Linked DNA regions of Sus scrofa: region 2 is linked to region 1. Evidence: chromatin contacts called from public promoter capture Hi-C data. All regions are on one chromosome and are shown on one strand. The core of a region is the stretch at or near the end of the contact, and the rest is flanking DNA. Distances in the headings are between cores, read along the strand shown.

Region 1 (2,700 bases), core at 89-2,588:
GGCTCAGTGGTTAACCAACCCAACTAGTATCCATGAGGATACGGGTTCAATCCCTAGCCTCGCTCAGTGGGTTAAGGATCCGGTGTTGCCATGAGCCATGGTGTAGGTCACAGATGCAGCTCAGATCCTGCATTGCTGTGGCTGTGGCGTGGGCTGGCAGATACAGCTCTGATTAGGCCCCTAGCCTGGAAACTTCCACATGCTGCAGGTGTGGGCCTAAAAAGAAAAAGAAAAAAAAATAAACAAAAGAAAATAGAGACAAAAGATGGAAAATGTAAGAGAAAAGAAAAATAAAGAACCATCACAGGAGCTCCATCATCTGACCAATACGGGTTTCAGAACAGAGAACAGCGGGAGTTCCCGTCGTGGCCCAGTGGTTAACGAATCCGACTAGGAACCATGAGGTTGCGGGTTCAATCCCTGCCCTTGCTCAGTGGGTTAACGATCCGGCGTTGCCGTGAGCTGTGGTGTAGGTTGCAGACGTGGCTCGGATCCCACGTTGCTGTGGCTCTGGCATAGGCTGGCAGCTACAGCTCCGATTCGACCCCTAGCCTGGGAAACTCCATATGCCGCAGGAGTGGCCCAAAGAAATAGCAACAACAACAATAACAACAACAACAAAAGACAAAAAAAAAAAAAAAAAAAAGAACAGAGAACAGCTGCCGGCCTGCACCACAGCCACAGCAAAGCAGAATCCAAGCTGCATCTGTGACCTACACCGCAGCTCATGGCAACACCAGATCCTTAACCCACTGAGCGAGGCCAGGGATCAAGCCCACATCTTCATGGATACTAGTCGGGTTCTTGACCCACTGAGCGGCAATGGGACCTGCAGTTCAACTTTTTAAAGCAGGTCCATCTGTGAATTTAAATAAATAAATAAATAAATAAAATTTTAAAGCCCCAGACCAGGTGTCGCCTCCTCCCAAAGGGACCAGCTGCTCTTTCTCCGGCTCCTAAAGCAGTGGAGCCTCCTGCTGTGGGTTAACGATCCGGCGTTGCCGTGAGCTGTGGTGTAGGTTGCAGACGCGGCTCGGATCCTGCATTGGTGTGGCTCTGACGTAGGCTGGTGGCTACAGCTCCGATTTACCCCTAGCCTGGGAACCTCCATATGCTGAGGGAGTGGTACAAGAAATAGCAAAAAGACAAAAAAAAAAAAAAAAAAAAAAAAAAAGCACTCCCAAAGCAGTGGCCTCCTGCTGTACCGAATCGGTCTGCTCGTGGGTCTGATGTTTCCCCGCCACACTGGGAGTGTCTCATGCCCGACCCAGGACGGTAAATCCAAACAAGACCAGACAAGAACCTCCTGCTGACCTCCCAGGCATGTTTGAGGTTCAGATCCTCTTGATACCGGCTATTTGGAAATCCCCAAACACCATGAGGACAGGCGGTGCTCGCGGGTGTGCACCAGGTGCTGCACAAACAGCCAGGCGGTGTCTTTGCAGAGGGCCTACCGTGTGCTCAGCCGTGTGCTCAGCCATGTTCTAGACCCGAAAAGGACACCAGGGAGACCAACGTTAGCCTCAAAGCTATTCCCGCCCTGTGGGTATTCCATTCCAGCCATGGGACTGATGCAGCACAGCTTAACAATTAAGGCCAGAGGTCTGGTTCCATCGGGCCTGAGAACCCTGCCGACGCGGGCCCTTCTCACCGGCACCCCGGTCTCTACCCCATCCTCCCTCCAGTCCTGGTGACAGGGCACATTCACTGCAGCAGGTCCCCTTTGCCCTTCCTCTGACAGTCACCTACAGACCCGCGGGCTCTCTCCTAGAATCCTCTTACCTGGAATTGTGTCCCCTCCACATTTAGAGGTTGAGGTCCTAACCCCAGACCCTCAGAAGGTGACTGTGGTGGAAATGGGGCCTTTCAAGAGGTGACTAAGGCTTCACCAGGTCATAGGGGTGAGTACTGACCCAGGTGACTGACAGCTTCCTAAGAAGAGGAGATCAGGACAGACAAGCACAAGGGGACACCGAGCAAAGACACAGGGAGAAGGCTGGCACTTGCAAGCCAATCAGAGGCCTCGAGAGGAACCAACCCTACTGACACCTTGATCTTGGACTTGCAGCCCCCAGCACTGTGAAAGGATAAATTTCTGTTCTTTAAGCTGCCTGGTCTTGTCATACGGCAGCCCTAGCAAACTCATACAGATCCCTTCTCCCTCCCTCTTGGGGGACTTCGGGGCCCCTGCCACCCAACTTGGAGCAGAAGACACCTGCGGACAAGCAGGGGCCTGGGCTCTCTGCAGACTATCTTCTGTCTGGAGGTCCCACTCCAGACACCTCGGGGCAGCCCGGGCTCACCCTGCACAGCAGCCTCCTCCCCCACCGAGACATCTCAATGAGGGACCTCAACGTCCCGCTGCCCCTTCAGCCAGAAGCACCCCCCTCCAGGGTGGAGGCCACAGGACAGAGCCCGAGGGAAACCCATCCCCTGAGCCCAGAGGCCTGCAAGACCCACGTTCCTATTCCCGTAGGTTCTAACCCCCTCCCCATTCATCTTGACACCATCATGGAGGAGCAGGGAAAGGGTGACGAAATTGCCAAGAAAAACCTCGAAGAGCTCGGCTCACCCAACCGAGACTGTGAAGCTGCTGAATCAGCACACGAAGGCATGAAGCGGGCACCCCACTCCCCGTGTCGGGCCTCTGGTTCAGCTATTCTAGGCTTTCACCTCTCACAACAAAGCCCCAGAAGAGGT
Region 2 (2,741 bases), core at 175-2,674, 160 kb before region 1:
GGGTTCTTGCTCTTGACACCTGCCACTGCCCTAGAAGCAGACGTGGGCTATGAGAGATGTGTGGAGCTGAGTCGGCCAGGCCAGCTGAGCCACGGCCAGCCCAGAGGAGCAATAGTCAGACCAAAGCAAGTCCAGCCAAGTCAACAGATGCAGACACTGGAGTGATAGATGCTTCCTATCAGATGCCACTGAGGCTGTGTGGCTTTTACATGACATATCATATATGACATGCCAGTACCAGCACTTTTTTCACAGTGCCTATAGATCTGTGTGCAGCAGGTAAGTCCTATTTTTTTCTGTTTTGTATGCTTTAGATCATTCCGAAACAGTGCAGGTAAAAGATTTGAGATTCACCTTTTTTGGGCAAAAATCTCCCAAGAAGGAGCAAGCAGGCATCCTGCTTAGGATTCACCTTCCTCCCTCCCCCCGCCAGGTATCATCACTCACCTTATTGGGGAAAGTTGCCTCAATCTCCTCCTGCAGCTTCTGCTGGACATCAGGGTGAGTGGCCAATTCATACGCAAGGAGGGAGAGAGCACTGCTAGTGGTCTCGTAGCCAGCAAAAATAAAAATAATACCTTGGGCCACAAGTTCTTCATTGGACAGACCTAAAAGGAGATGAAAGACATTTTAGGGTGCAATGAGAATCCTAGATCCCAAACTTTGATTTCTAAATACGTTTCTCAGTAAAGGGAACCAGAGCTCCTTGGAGAAATGGTTGGTTCCAGGGCTGCTCAGGGGAATTAAAAGAGAAACCCGAACTGCCTTACTTCAGAAAGGAAGTTCCCTGAAAACGATAGATTGAAAGGATACTGGATACTCTGTATGCTGTAATCATGGGGATACCTCCTTACACATTTTTCAATACCCATGGAATGTACACCAAGAATGAACCCTAAGGTCAATTATAGACTTGGGGTGATACTAATGTATCAATGTACATTCATTCATTGCAACAAGTGCACAACTCCGGTATTATCTTTGGATAATGGGGGATGTTGTGTGTTTTGTGGACCAGATGTATATTGGAAATCTCTGTACTTTCCACTCAGTTTTGCTCTGAACCTAACTGCTTTAAAAAAAAATTTTAAATAGTCCATTAAAAAAAAAGATTAAAGAGGAAGAAGAAGAAAAGATTGAAGAAGAAGAAGGATCGCACTTGAAAACTCCAGTGAATAAAACCTCGGACAATTTGAGAATCAAAATAAAGAATTATGTAAGAGAGTAAGTTAGCTCTGCATGAGATCATCATGATATAACTAAATAAACAAATGAGGGGATGAGGGAGGATGGACAGCGCTCCCTTCGAAAGAATATCAACTCATAAATCCAGAAAAATGATGGACTTGTAGAAAGCCATGGTGTTGCCACCATCAGAGCAACGAAGGTTTCAGTCAAGAACTATCCACATTTGAAAAACTAGTAGATGACAATTTGATGATTAACAGGATATTTACAGTCTCAAAGCCTTCTCCCACAAGTTACTTATTAATCACAGGAAAAAATTAAACTTTAAGTAATCTAGTGAACACGAATTTCCCAAGTGTTCCAAGTTAAGGTCACCAGCACTGGGGCTTGTGCCTCCTGATGTGATGAAGCCTTGATGCAAATTTCCAGGCAGAGGCTCTGACTCAGTGGGTCTGGAGGAGCCTGAGCGTCCACACTGGAAACAAGGGCCCCAGAGGCTCCGCTGTAGGGGATGCACAGACCAGGACTGGCTTCTGGGCCTGACCTCCTTGCTGCACTTGCCCTTCAAGCTCTGAACAAAGTTGCACCTGCCCACTTCTAGGAAGCACCTCAGGCTACCGTTTCTCTCTAAATGTGTGACTTTCTTCAATGTGGCAGAAATGCTCATCTGTCTGGAAAACTTCCTGCACATTTTCAGAACCACCCCTTCCTCTGGGCCTCCCCACAGAGGCCCCCCTGACCCCTCTGTGGTTACTTTTATGGGGGTCCATTTCTTTGGAATTCTGGGAGTTAATCATCAGCTGAAGAAGGTCCACTCGGCGCTGGAAGCAGAAAAGACATGTCAATGTTTTCAATAACGGAAAGTCACTTGTGAAGTCAGAGATAAATCAGGAGATGCTATGTAACCTCTTTCCTGAGAATGTGATCCCTTAAAAGACTGGAAGTCTAAGAAGCACTACCTGAGTCCTCAGTGAACACTGACACCACCTACAAAATCTGGAGAGCAAGATGTGTTTCGGAGAGAAATCCAGCCATCGTATCCAACTGCCTTTTGGTCCTTACTCTCTCTGATCTTTGGCTTTTCTGACTTTTGAAACAGCTCCTTAGCCAAAGAATACTCTAGCCCCTTTCCTGTCATGTCTGTTTGCTCAGGAGAACAGTCATGACTTCAATCCCTTATTTCCCTCCAGCTTTTATTCTTTCTTTCTCTTTCTTTCTCTCTTTCTCTCTCTCTTTCTTTCTTTCTTGTTCCTGACCCAGGGATTGAACTTGCACCACAGCAGTGATTCCAGATGATTAACTGCTAGGTGACCAGGGAACTCCTAATTCCTAAGGAAGGGCCATATAAATGGAGCCCCTGACCTTTGCAGAGTTCATCGGCAGCTTCTGTAGAAGCATCTTCAAGCTCCTGATCCTTCTAGATCTCTGCACAACCTCCAGGACCACCCTGGGTACCCAGCCCTGTACCTGCTGACCTGCAGGCGTCCCTGTGCTGGTCTCCAGACCTCGCAAAGGCAAAGCTGGTTAACCAGCTTGCAGCCTCATCACCCAGA

Evidence for each region. Promoter capture Hi-C pulls out the DNA fragments that hold promoters and counts their contacts.
Region 2: a promoter capture Hi-C map of liver shows a contact between it and region 1, with 5 times the contacts expected there. A contact is called at or near these places in 1 of 5 promoter capture datasets (liver), 1 of 47 Hi-C or Micro-C datasets (epiblast stem cells) and 1 of 2 datasets of targeted methods (alveolar macrophages).

What each region holds. Positions count from the first base shown.
Region 1 is chr3:6,607,974-6,610,673 of Sscrofa11.1, reverse strand. No RefSeq gene overlaps it. Among named protein-coding and RNA genes, the nearest start is that of CYP3A22, 18 kb to the left of the region's middle.
Region 2 is chr3:6,764,539-6,767,279 of Sscrofa11.1, reverse strand. It overlaps CYP3A29 (cytochrome P450 3A29), which reads right to left. Exons shown (of 15, transcript NM_214423.1): 9 at 1,943-2,009; 10 at 448-608. Among named protein-coding and RNA genes, the nearest start is that of CYP3A29, 27 kb to the right of the region's middle.